Linked DNA regions of Sus scrofa: region 2 is linked to region 1. The links are chromatin contacts, called in public HiChIP or PLAC-seq maps. All regions are on one chromosome and are shown on one strand. The core of a region is the stretch at or near the end of the contact, and the rest is flanking DNA. Distances in the headings are between cores, read along the strand shown.

Region 1 (6,695 bases), core at 2,422-4,921:
TTCTGTGTTTCTCCCACCCTACACAGAAACTGTCATTAATGTCTTGACATCTGAAACTGAGGAAAACAGAAGTGATGACGCTACTGTGTTTCATCTTGGGCCACAATTTCTCCACCTACACACTCCTGCTCTTCTCACATGTTGTTTCATTCTCTCTGTCCCCTCCACACACATACATGCACAGAGCTCATGTTAAAATTGCCCTCTGGGCATATGCTAAGTCAAATAAGTCAGACAAATACTGTATGATACCACTCCTACATAGGGTTTAAAAAATACAACAAACTAGGGAGTTTCTGTTGTAGTACAGAGGAAACGAATCCAACTAGTATCCATAAGGATGCAAGTTTGATCCCTGGCTTCATCAGTATGTCACAGTGTGTTGGGGCTCCGGTGTTGCTGTGAGCTGTGGTGTAGACCACAGACGTGACTCATGTTGCTGTGGCTGTAGCATAAGCCAGCAGCTATAGCTCTGATTTGACCCCTAGCCTGGCAACTTCCATACCCCTCAGGTGTGCCCCCCCAAAAGAAAAAGCATAAAAAATGTAACAAACTAGTGAATAAAACAAAAAAGAAACAGACTCACAAATCTAGAGAACAAACTAGCCGTTGCCAGCCAGTGGGGATAGGGAAGGGGGAAGGGCAATGCAGGGATGGGGGAAAAAGGAGTTCTTATGGGACTATATGAAATATGTGTGTGAAACTTTTGAAAATTGTAAAGCACTACAAAATTTAAAGAATTTTTCATTCAATTAAAAAAGCAAAATAAGGGAATTCTCTTGTAGTGCAGCAGGTTAAATATCCGGCATTGCCAGGTTGCTGCTGGGATGCTGGTTTGATCCTTGGCCTGAGAACATCCACATGCTGTGGGTGCAGCCAAACAAACAACCAAACAACAAATCCGCACTCTGAATTACAAACTAATGCTTGGTGTCCTAAAATGGATGCCCAGGCATTGCCTACTCAATGCGAGCAGTGGAACCAGAGCATTCACCCTGTTCAGGAGGGGAGCTGTAAGGAAAGGGGAACCACTCCACACACCAGGGTCTCCTGCCTGAAGGATGGGGTTCTGGAGGGGTCTGGACCATTCATTTCGTGGTTACCCCATGCAAGGGTTCCCTGGCTGCCCCAGGGCACTCACCCAGAGGATCATGCTGCTGCCTGCCGGCCCCACTGCCAAGCTGCCTGCCGTCTCAGATGCAAAAGGGTTTGCAGAAAAGGGGCAGCAGGAGGAAGAATTCAAATGACTCAGAGCAGAAGCATCATGACTGTTGGGCCTGAAAACTGGGGGAGCACCTTGGAGCATTATTTCCCTACAGATGCTCTATTCCTTAGTCTTGGTTTTCATCTGAAGATGGGGAAATTAACACCTAACTGAAAGCTGCATGTGTGTTTTTGTTTGTTTGTTTTTGCCATTTTAGGGCTGCACCCATGGTATATGGAAGTTCCTAGGCTAGGGATCAAATTGGAGCTGCAGATGCCAGCCTATACCACAACCACTGCAGCACAGGATCAAATCGGCATTTGCTACCTACACCACAGCTCACCTCAGTGCAGGATCCTTAATCCACTGAGCGGGGCCAGGCATCAAACCTGCATCCTCATGGATACTAGTCTGGTTGTTACTGCTGAGCCACAACAGGAACTCCTAAGCTGTGCATTTTAAACAGGAGACTTGTGTCAGGTCCAATACAGCTTATGGTGTGTTCCTATAGCCCCTGGCCCCCAAACTCCGCCCCCAGTGCTCTATGCTTTCCTTCAGCAAATATTTTGGCAAGTCTATAGCGTGCTTGTCAAGTTTACATACATTGCTTTAAAATCAGGGTCATTGACCAGGATACCAAAAACCCCACCCCAACTCAGGAGTCAAGATAAATCACATTTTGGTGGAATATCTAAAAAAATAAGAATTGGAGTTCCCGTCGTGGCGCTGTGGTTAACGAATCCGACTAGGAACCATGAGGTTGCGGGTTCTGTCCCTGCCCTTGCTCAGTGGGTTAATGATCCGGCGTTACCGTGAGCTGTGATGTAGGTTGCAGACGCGGCTCGGATCCCACGTTGCTGTGGCTCTGGTGTAGGCCAGTGGCTACAGCTCTGATTCGACCCCTAGCCTGGGAACCTCCATATGCCGTGGGAGCGGCCCAAGAAATAGCAAAATAAATAAATAAATAAATAAGAATTGACGCAAAAAAAAAAAGATGAAAATATCAGGATTTTAAGTAAAGATAAGGATATTGGTGTTAGTGATTTTATTTCTTTGGCCTCAGCTTCTCAGAGGCTTGGCCTGGCACTGCTAATCTTATTATACCCTTGGGGTAGGGCCATGTTGTAGGTTGTGACTCAAAAGAGCTCAGCACTGGCATTCCCATTGGGGCTCACCGGGTTGTGAACTTGACAACGAGTATCCACGAGGATGTGGGTGCAATCCCTGGCATCGCTCAGTGGGTTAAAAGATCCGGCATTGCCTCAAGCTGGGTGTAGATTGCAGATGCGGCTCAGATCTGGTGTTGCTGTGGCTGTGGTGTAGGCTGGCAGCTACAGCTCAGTTTAGAACCCCAAGCTCAGCATTTACTCTCCTAAAAGGTAGAGAAGGAATTTGAACCCCAGGACTATACAGTCTATGCTCCATGCTCAAGACTAGCCAACAGCCTAGTTTTGTGGAAGGACCAGGACACTCTGCCTTTTGTTTTTTGTTTTGTTTTTTAGGACCACACCCGTGGCATATGGAGGTTCCCAGGCTAGGGGTCCAATAGAAGATACAGTTCACATCAATGCCAGATGTTTAGCCATTGGGTGAAGCCAGGGATCAAACCCTCAACCTCATGGTTCCTGGTCAGATTCACTTCCCCTACGCCATGACGGAAGCTCTCTTGCTCAGCTGCTGAAATAACCGCATATCATAGGTGCCAGGAGATAATTCATGGAGTGCCCTGACGATATAAGTCACCATGAAGCCTAAAGTCATCGTGTTGGAGTCGGGGGTGGGGTGAGCAAACAGTGACTTCCGCTTGAATGCCAATGAGAAAGAATTAGCCTGACCTGGAGTCCTTAAAAGCCATGTAACCTTTCCTTTTAAATCTCTCAGCGGCAGAGCGCTTTTCTCTGGACCAAAGGTTGATCTTGGAATCACTGAAAGTAAAATACAATCTAAGAATCCTTTTGGAGAGCAAGAGTGTTTTACAAACTCAGGGGAGGTTTCTCCACGCTGTATTTATTTTTTTAAATTGCAATCAAGCCCCTAGAAATCTGAGTTTTGTTTCCAGTGCAGCAGGCTGACCGAAGGAGAAGGGGAGGCCTTTGGATGGGCGGCTGGAGGCATCTGGAATTGTTGTAGGGATCCGTTTTTCCAGGTCCGGGTGTAGACCAGTCTCCGTCCCGGCGAGGAGCCGGGGTGGCCACACCCTCCTCCCGCCTCATCGCTGCACGCGCACTGCCACCTACAGAGCTCGGGAGGCAAGTCAACTTCGTGCCCTGCCCTTCCCTCCTGTGGGACCCGCCTGGCCATGTGATGGAGTCCGATCCCGTTCCAGGGCCTGGACAGATTGCTGCGGAGGACTCCCCACTCATTACCATAACAGGGGCTTGATCTTTCCTTGGGCGGGTTGAAGACACACTAAAAATCAGGTCTCACTTTACCAATTTTATCTAGCTAACATTATCTCCCATCTCAACAAAGCCTCTGCATTTTGTTTTGGCTGCTGAGACTCCCTTCCAAAGGCCTCTTTAGTGCTCAGTACTTAACTTACTTCAGCAAGCTCTGGTTCTCTTTGCTTTATCGCAGATTGTCAAAATATAAAAAAAAAGTTGCTTGTATTTACTGAGGTCCCAGGCTCAATGTTATGTGTTTTACATGCGTCATTTTAACTTAGCCCAAATCCTTTAAACTAGGTACTGGAGTTTTCTCCCTGATGTAGATGTGGAAATAGGCTTAGAAACATTTTGTCCAAGGTCACTCAGCTAGTCAGCTGTGGTGCCGGATTTTAAATCCAGGTGGATTTTATTTTATTTTGCTTTATTTATATTTTTGTCTTTTTAGGGCCGAACCCGCAGCATATGGAAGAAGTTCCTTGGCTAGGGGTTGAATCAGGGCTGCAGCTGCCAGCCTATGCCACAGCAACATGGAATCTGAGCCTTGTCTGCCACCTACACCACAGCTCATAGCAATGCCAGATCCTTAACCCACTGAGTGAGAAGGGCCAGGGACGGAACCCAAGTCCTCATAGATACTAGTCTGGTTCATTACTGCTGAGCCAAAACAGTAATTCCAGATTTTATTTATTTATTTATTTATTTATTTATTTTTAAATTTTCCATTACAGTTGATTTACAATGTTCTGTCAATTTTTTCTGCACAGCAAAATGACCCAATTATACATATATATATATGTATATATATATGTATGTATATTCTTTTTCTCATATTCTATTATGTTCTATCCCAAGAGACTGGATATAGTTCCCTGTGCTGTACAGTAGACCTTATTGTGTTTTTTTGCTTTTCAGGGCCACGTCCTTGGCACATGGAAGTTCTCAGGCTAGGGGTTGATTCGGAGCTACAGCTACCAGCCCACACTGCAGCCACAGCAACACTGGATCTGAGCCTCATCTGCAACCTACACCACAGCTCATGGCATTGGCCGATACCTGATCCGCTGAGCAAGGCCAGGGATCGAACCCACATCCTCATGGATATTAGTTGGATACATTCCTGCTGCACCACAACAGGAACTCCAGGACCTTATTGTTTACCCATTCTAACTGTAATAGTTTGCATCTACTAATCCCAAACTCCCAGTCCATCCCACCTCCTCCCCCGCTCCTTTGGCAACTGCAAGTCTGTCCTTCATGTCTGTGATTCTGTTTCTGTTCTGTAGATATGTTCATCTGTGCTTTATTTTATTTTATTTTTCTGTCTTTTTGCCTTTTCTAGGGCCGCTCCCGAGGCATATGGAGGTTCCCAGGCTAGGGGTCGAATTGGAGCTGTAGTCGCCTGCCTACACCATAGCCACAGCAACGCCAGATCCGAGCTGCATCTGTGACCTACACCACAGTTCACAGCAACGCCAGATCCTTAACCCACTGAGCAAGGCCAGGGATTGAACCTGCAACCTCCTGGTTTCTAGTCGGATTCGTTAACCCCTGCGCCACAACGGGAACTCCGATTTGTGCCATATTTTAGATTCCACATATAAGTAATATGATATGGTATTCCTCTTTCTCTTTCTGACTTACCTCACTTAATATGAGAATCTCTAATAGCATCCATGTTGCTGCAAATGGCATTATTTTGTTCTTTATTATGGCTGAGTAGTATTCCATTGTGTATATGTACTACATCTTCTTAATCCATTCATCTATTGATGGACACTTAGGTCGTTTCCATGTCTTGGCTATTGTGACTAGTGCTGAAAGGAACATGGGGTGCATGTATCTTTTCAAATGAAAGTTTTGTCCTGTAACGCCAGGTAGATTTTAAATCTGGGCCTCACATCCTTATTCCCTAGAATCCTATCCCCTGAGAGACTCTAATCAGGCCCCATTCAATCTTCACATATTGAGCGTATTGAGCCAAGTACTCTGCTTAGGGCATCAAGTATTTTATCTTGTTTAATTGTTACAATAGCTCTGTAAAGTACATACAGATGATAAGACCATTTTACAAACAAAGAAAACTAGGCTCGAAGAAATGAATAGTCTTCTTCCACCGGCCATTGTGCCTGGATGCAATGCCTGGAAGTTGGGTAGGGCAGGCAGATGGTGAGAACTTGGATTACTGCTAATATTCTTGAGCCACTTTATTAGCCAGCCACCTGAAGCCACCCTGCCACTGGATTCCTTGTCATGAGAAAAGACACATACATATTTTCTACGGGTTTGACTTAGGGTTTCTGTTATTTGTGGATGAAAGCATGCCAGCAGATGTCAAGTATTCAAATACAGGCTTATCAGACCCTAGGAGTAACTGACATGTTTAATTCATCCATAATACATGTTTAATGTATTATGAAATTATTTAAAAAATTGCCAGTTCCCCAGGGGTAAGGAGACTTTCACCTGTGGAATCGTGCGTGTGATAGAAAGGATCAGGCGCCTAGGGTTTCATGTTGACTCTTCCTTAGGTTGTTTACTGCCTCACTAAGGACATAACACACCAGCAAATGAAAGAGTTAGAAAGAGTGAGACCCAAACAAATGGAACGGTCACGTCCGTGAATGTCTTCAAAAGTCTCAGAAAAAGTAGAAATTAAATAAATCTGGTTAATGGATACTCTGCAAAGATAAAAGTTTCAGATAAAACAGAGAAATGGCCCATGATTATGAACAGAAAATGCTTCTTTCAAAACTGGGTGTTCATTCCACTTGCTCCAGCCCCATCTAGAGCCTAGTGAAAAGAGCAGTGGCATTTGGCAGCACAGAGGGACAAACGGGCCACTACCTGCTGTGACTGGGGGATGACATAGTTGGCTTTATAACAGAAACAGGCTATTTAATGATATCCCCTTGATTTTTTTTTTTTTTTTGGCCCTGCCCACAGCATGCAGAAGTTCCTGGGCCAGGGATCCAACCCGAACCATAGCAGTGACCCAAGCCACAGCAGTGGCAATACCAGGTCCTTAACCTTCTGAGTCACCAGGGAACTCCTTGTTTTTTTATTTTTAAAGAGATAAGACTCATGGAAGTTTATTTTATAGTATA
Region 2 (6,695 bases), core at 1,814-4,313, 94 kb before region 1:
TGTTGTAGCTCAGCAGTAACAAACCCGACTAGTATCTATGATCAATCCCTGGCCTTGCTCAACGGGTTAAGGATCTGGTGTTGCTGTGGCTGTGGTGCAGGCCCACAGCTACAGCTCTGATTCACCCCAACCTAGGAACTTCCATATGCCACGGGTGCAGCCCTAAAAAGAAAAAAAAAAAAAAAAAACCAATAAAAAACAAAAAGTACTTCGATGGCCTTTCCAACAGAACTACACATAAAAACGCTGGGAAAGCACAATAGTTGAGAGGTGGAAACAACCTAGGTGTCCACCAAAAGATGATTGGGAAGGAGTTCCCTCGTGCTCAGCGGGTTAAAAAAAAATACATGAACTTTAAGTGAACTTGAAGTGCTAGAAGAAAACAATTCTCTCTCTCAAGGGGAAAAAAAAAAAAAAAAGGCTTGGAGCAATCCCTTCTCTACCAGTAATTCTTAACCATTTTTAATGCTGCATCCCTAGATAAGGAATTTGACAAGAATTACTGATGGCCTATAATAGCTTGTTTTCTTGAAACAGAACCTTCCTAATCTGCTACAGAAAATATTAAAGATTCTTCTTACGCTATCTTAAAAACACACCTACTCCAGGCACACAAGACTCTTACCTTGTGGTAAGTTAGAAAAAAATAACAAAAAGACATGGGGTTAACACCAAAAAGGTTCTGTTTCCACTTTCACACAGAACAGACCTGAAATTACAATGGCAAGTTCTCAAAGGTAATACTGTTCCAGATCGTCAAATAATTTTTTAAAAAACTTCTCATCAATCCCTTTTACCTACTTTAGTTTCTCTCTTAATAGAGGCTACTGAAGAATTTAGATTTCTGAATGAAATATAAACAAGCAATTGGTTCAAAATCCCATAAATTTCTCTAATATTTTTACCCACAGTTAAAGAGACAGCAGGGTCTTTTTTTTTATTTAAAAAAAAAATTAAGATGGGACTACACTAAAGCTGTCAGGTCCAATATCTCAGGAGATTCATCTACTCTTACCTCAAGAACAGTAAGCACTAAAGGGATCGCTAAGAAAGAATACCCTTTTGGAGTTCCGGTCATGGCTCAGTGGTTAACGAATCCAACTAGGAACCATGAGGTTGCGGGTTCCATCCCTGGCCTCACTCACAGTGGGTTAAGGATCTGGCGCAGCCGTGAGCTGTGGTGTAAGTCACAGATCTGGCTTGGATCTGGCGTTGCTGTGGCTGTGGTATAGGCTGGCAGCAATAGCTCTGATTAGACCCCTAGCCTGGGAACCTCCAAATGCCAAGGGTGCAGCCCTTTGAAAAAAATAATAAAAAAATAAAGAATACCCTTTTAGTAGTCTAAAAATTATCATTACCATACAAAATATCCTTGATTCTTCCAAATTAAACATCTAGGCATATATAACTACAGGCAAAATTTAAAATTAAAATTTTTTTTCTTGGCCACACCCACATGCAGAAGCTCCCAGGCCAGGGATCAAACTGTGCCACAGCAGCAACATGAGCCACTGCAGTGACACCACCAGAGCCTTAACCCACTGTGCCACAAGGGAACTCCAAATTAACACAGAGATTCTTAAGAAGGGTCATTTCATTTGTCCATGAACCCCCTTAAACTTTATAAAAGAAATCATTCAAGGACTACAGAAGAAAAAATTTCAGTCGATATTTGAACATTCGGAGAGAAAGTCAACAACCTACAGAAAGTAAAATTATAAGACTGACCCCTGGTGCAGTAGCACACAAAACTATTCAATAATGAATTGCCAAGGATTCCACATATGCCACAGGCAAAGATCTAGATGACATTTTAATCAACCACAGCTAACATTAACTAAAAGTACCTGTATTAATAAAAAAGCTAGCTCTTGCTTTGTTAATAAATTCAGTATTTAAACGTGGATGGAAAGTTGTTAAAGCTAGTTTTAAAAGCCCTACATACTTTGACAATTTTTTTAAAAGGATAGAAAAATGCCACAAAAATATTAAGCAATAGTTGATATTGCATTCTTAGAAGAGGAAACTCAGCAACTATTTTAAAATAGAATTATGTTGCATTTTTAAAAGTAGACTTTAAAGAAAACACTGTTCTTTCTCCCCAGCCTCCCTTTAGTAGTTAAAAGAGTTGAGAACTAATTACCATGCCAACTGGATGCCTTACTTACAAGAAAAAAAACACATCATACTGATACATGCTGGGTTTCAAAATAAAACACAATGTCAAGGGCATAAACTCCTTTCTAATAACCAGACAGCCAACCGAGAAACGGCACTAGACTAGGTTTTAAGGAATTTAGTAACCTTATATTAAGTATTAATGATAGCTGGATCTCGGCAGAGATTGTGAGAAAAGCCCTAAAAAACTTAAGGCAGAAATTCCCGTTGTGGCTCAGCAGGTTCCATCCCTGGCCTCATTTAGTGGGCTAAGGATCCAGCATTGCCATGAGTTGTGTGGTGTAGGTCACAGACTGGCTCAGATCCCACATTTCTGTGGCTGTTGTATAGGCTGGCAGCACAGCTCCGATTTGATCCCTAGCCTGGGAACCTCCATGTGCCATACACGGGTGCAGCCCTAAAAAGATAGAAAAAAAAAAAACCCAAAAAACCTTAAGGCAGATTTAATTTAGTATCTAAAGAACAGCAAGGGAGTAGGCTGAAACAATATGAAGTCATAGAAAAGCTTTTATAGGAAAACTTTAAATATCCATGCACAAAAGCAGCACTGTATGATTCTTTCTGATCACCTCATGAGACTCTTTTAAAGCAACAGTGCAATGAAATTAACAGACTAAACTCACAGCAGTCAGATATTTCTGGATGACAAGATCTCCTTACACTACTAAAGTCTGAAGACCCCCAAAGAAAGACTTTTAAATTTTAAAATATTTATCCATTTAAAAATGTAATAACCAGCCCTACAACATTACAAATAAGTTGCAAAAAGAAGAAAAACATCACCCCCCCAAAAAAACTGAGAAAAATGGCATTGTTTTACATTGTTACAAATCTCTTTTGATGTCTGGCTTAACAGAAGAAGGCTAGATTGTCTTACTTGCTTCTATTTCAACATACTACACTATGACGTATAGGTTAAATATATGAGGAAATCTAGACTTACTCAGATATATAGTTGCACAGGGAAGAAAAGTTTAACAGGCTTCTCAGGTAGTTACAGATAATCCTTTGATACTGTACCAAAACTCAACACACCATAGTTTCTTAAAAGTGTGTGGAATCTGAAACTATACCACTTGTCTGTTATATTAAAATCTAATGCTTTGTCTTGCACTTGTGCATAATTTTTTAACATCACAAGCATTGTCCACTTGTAAAATACGGATTCAATTAGGCAGATCTTCCAAACACTGACACATTTCATTAAACAATATCAAAAATCGGTCATTAATATTACTACCGATCTCATCTGAAAAATCTTTAAGTATTCAGAAGTATCCTATCAAACTCAGGATGGTAGATATATGTTTTCCAGAATTTTAATTTTTGCTTGAAACTCAAATTTTATCATGGACAACAAATGACTGTCTATTGAAGCAACAGATTCACTGTTCTTTTGAGAAAATGTCTGCCAAATACCCAAGTCTGAGTAGTCTGTCAGGAGCTCTTTCTAATAAAAATAATGTTCCATGAAAAGACCAGCTAGTTCAGCTTGAAACTCACATAACTACAGCAATACTTTTCCCCCAGAAAAACCACTGTGCTCTGTCTGGTCTGTAACAGAAGTGCCTGAGGGATACTTTCCATCCTGTCACACAGAATGTTCAACACGCATGTGCTCAAGAGTCAAGAATTTCAAGAGTAGAGACTTGATAAAATTAATTTTTACTACTTCATCAAAGACATTCTTAAGTAAAACTGGCATTTTCAAAACTGCTGGTGCATGGCAATTAAGATTATCATGACTACTGTACCATTTCGTGCCAAGGCCTTGATACACACTAAGATGCCAGTAGGTCTACTACCCACCATTGCTTTTGTACCATTGGTGTAAATGTCAACAAAGCGAAAAAAGTAAATATTGTCTTCGCATTATTATGGAAATAGTTTCAACTTCAGAAACCTTTTGAAAGATTTGAGGGGTTGCCAGACCACACTTCAAAATGGAATAAATGACCACTGTTCTGACAACTGTTACAGACCCCCTCTGACCAGAAAAATGCACACATGTACAACTGTACACACAACTTCAGAAGGTTCAAAAATCCTGTATTGCACACCCTAGCTTAAGAAAATTCCATTAGCAGAAAATTCAGTAAATATCCATGTTGGATTTAATTACTTTGAAACATCAGTCTACTAGGCTTTACAAACTCTAAACAAGTCACATTCCAACAACCTCAAACACTTTCACATAAACCAAAAGAAGCTCAGGAGTTCCCCTGTGGCACAGTGGGTTAAGGATCTGGCACTGTCAATGCAGTGGCTCCGGTCATTTCTGCAGCAAGGGTTCGACAGCTGGCCTGGGAACATCCACATGCCATGGTAGCTCAAACAAAAATTTTAAAAAACGAAACAAACAAAAAAATTTAATGAAAAAATTTAATTAAAAAGTAAAGGATAAAAAAAGAAGTAGCTCAAATTTTTAAGTAAATAAAATTAAACTAAAGAAACTTAAAAGTTTGAGGTTAAGAATCCCGGCTGCCCTATCCGCTCATGGATACATAGTAAATTAACCTTTCTAGCCCAGTTTCCTATCTACATGTAAAAACAACTGCATCTGCTTATTTCATAGCTTTATAAATTGATATATATAAATCACCTAAAACAGTACCTGGCACACAGTTAAGAAAACTAATTTACGTATTACTAACTAGACTTATACTTCTCTTTCCTTCTACCAAGGAAGCAACTTGAAGACTTTTTGATTATTTAATTTTAATTTCCATTGTCACCTAAGAGAAGGGAAAAAGAGATTACAGTTGAGGATGCTAACTAAAACATCTATCTCCAACCCTTCAATTTTCCTCTTTAACAGGATAAGAAGCTCAAAATAAAGTTTACCTTTCTTCTTACACTCAACTAAACTAGGCAAATACAGATGTATAAATACATTAATACATGGGAATCTTTTCACTGATCTAATAATAAACTATTTGCTTCAGTCTCATCATTCTGCTTATTCCACAATTTTCAAGAATTTAAAAATTCAGTTCACTGAAGGAGAGTATTAAGAAACATCCAGGTTTAATTTTTGGTTTATTTTAATAACCCGAGACAAAATGTGAGCTAAATGCTCTTTCAAAGCCATCATCTCTTGTAATTTTTTTTAACCAATAAAGGAGTAAGAAAACATTTTAGTATCTTAAAAGAAAACAAGGATACTGCCTAATACTAGATAAGTACGCTCATCCATGTTATTTAATGGGCAAAGTTACGCTACTTTAAGTGATTATACTGAAACAGTACCAGATTTCTGTTAGCAGTAGTGCTAGTGTTAAGAGAAAGGAGTGTCACATGTGATACAAGGTATGAATGTTAAGTAAAACTTTTGCTATGAGTCATTGGGTTTTGGAGTACAGCTGATGTGCCGATATTCTGAAATGTGCAAAAAATGGAGGTCCTACCATTTTTTTCCTATTAATTGACCCTTCTGTCTAAATCCAACATAACATGCATAATGCTCTAAGAAACACAAAACACAAATATTCTTATATTGTTTATATTGTAGCATTAGACATAATGAATGGATGTTAAACTATCAAATTTTATGTGATACCACAAAGGTTATTTGTCTCTTAAAATTTATTTATGTCCTTATTTGGGGAGTATTTAGACTCTTCCACTGCAATTTTTTTTCCCAAGAACCAGGTCACGAGTCTAAATCCTACCAAAAATAAACAGGAAATAAAGTGTTGAAAAGAAGCAATACATCTGGATCCAAGTATTACTAGCTTCATGTAATAAAATCATATCCTAAAATAATATCCTATGAAAGTTTTACACTGTCAAATATGGAGATGAAAAAATTATACTAACATTAAAATAATTAAAATTGCATTTACTACTAATATTAAATAGTGAAAACTTATATTAAAATAATCAAAATAATCATGTTCAATGGTTAGTTTTTTCCTTACTTTTTACGCAAAAATGACACTTCAGATTATCCACCTGTATCTGAATTTTTAATAGTTTATTTTCACAAGTTAAAATGCAACAAATTAAGAGATTATCAGACTGCTAGGGCAAAAAAATCATTAGGAAAAATTCCATACTTGTTTCAGCTAAAAATGATGAACTTGTTTTTTAGTTTTAGTTGAAATCGAGATTTTTAAAAACAATCAGGAGTTCCCACTGTGGCACAGTGGAAACAAATCTTATTAGTATCCATGAGGATGCAGGTTCAATCCCTGGCCTCACTCAGTGGGTTGGGGATCTGGCGTTTCCATGAGCTATGGTGTAGGTCACAGACACGGCTTGGACCCCATGCTGCTGTGGCTGTGGCACAGGCTGGCAGCTGTAGCTCTGATTTGACCCCCTAGCCTGGGAACTTCCATATGCCACAGGTGCGGCCCTTAAAAGAATAATAATAATATTTCTATCACTAAATAACAGAGAACTAGGAAGGGGTCAAGTGATGCAAACATAAGTGGGGCAGCATCGCCACAGGTTGATGATGTTGGGTGATGGAAGCTCATTACACTTCTCATGTACTGCCTGTAATGCTCAAAATC

Evidence for each region. HiChIP or PLAC-seq counts read pairs in DNA pulled down with a chosen protein or histone mark.
Region 2: an H3K27ac HiChIP or PLAC-seq map of alveolar macrophages shows a contact between it and region 1. The contact joins two enhancer-like sites. A contact is called at or near these places in 2 of 47 Hi-C or Micro-C datasets (embryonic fibroblasts and liver) and 1 of 2 datasets of contacts at active chromatin or transcription factors (alveolar macrophages).

Annotation. Positions count from the first base shown.
Region 1 is chr14:10,108,622-10,115,316 of Sscrofa11.1, reverse strand. No RefSeq gene overlaps it. Among named protein-coding and RNA genes, the nearest start is that of PPP2R2A, 83 kb to the left of the region's middle. Within about 2 kb of position 3,671, at least 20 of the 83 cell types and tissues checked have an H3K27ac peak or open chromatin away from gene starts, as enhancers often do. A contact at or near this core is called in alveolar macrophages, where this site is marked.
Region 2 is chr14:10,202,114-10,208,808 of Sscrofa11.1, reverse strand. All of the region lies in intron 2 of PPP2R2A (protein phosphatase 2 regulatory subunit Balpha), which reads right to left. Among named protein-coding and RNA genes, the nearest start is that of PPP2R2A, 10 kb to the right of the region's middle. Within about 2 kb of position 3,063, at least 1 of the 83 cell types and tissues checked has an H3K27ac peak or open chromatin away from gene starts, as enhancers often do. A contact at or near this core is called in alveolar macrophages, where this site is marked.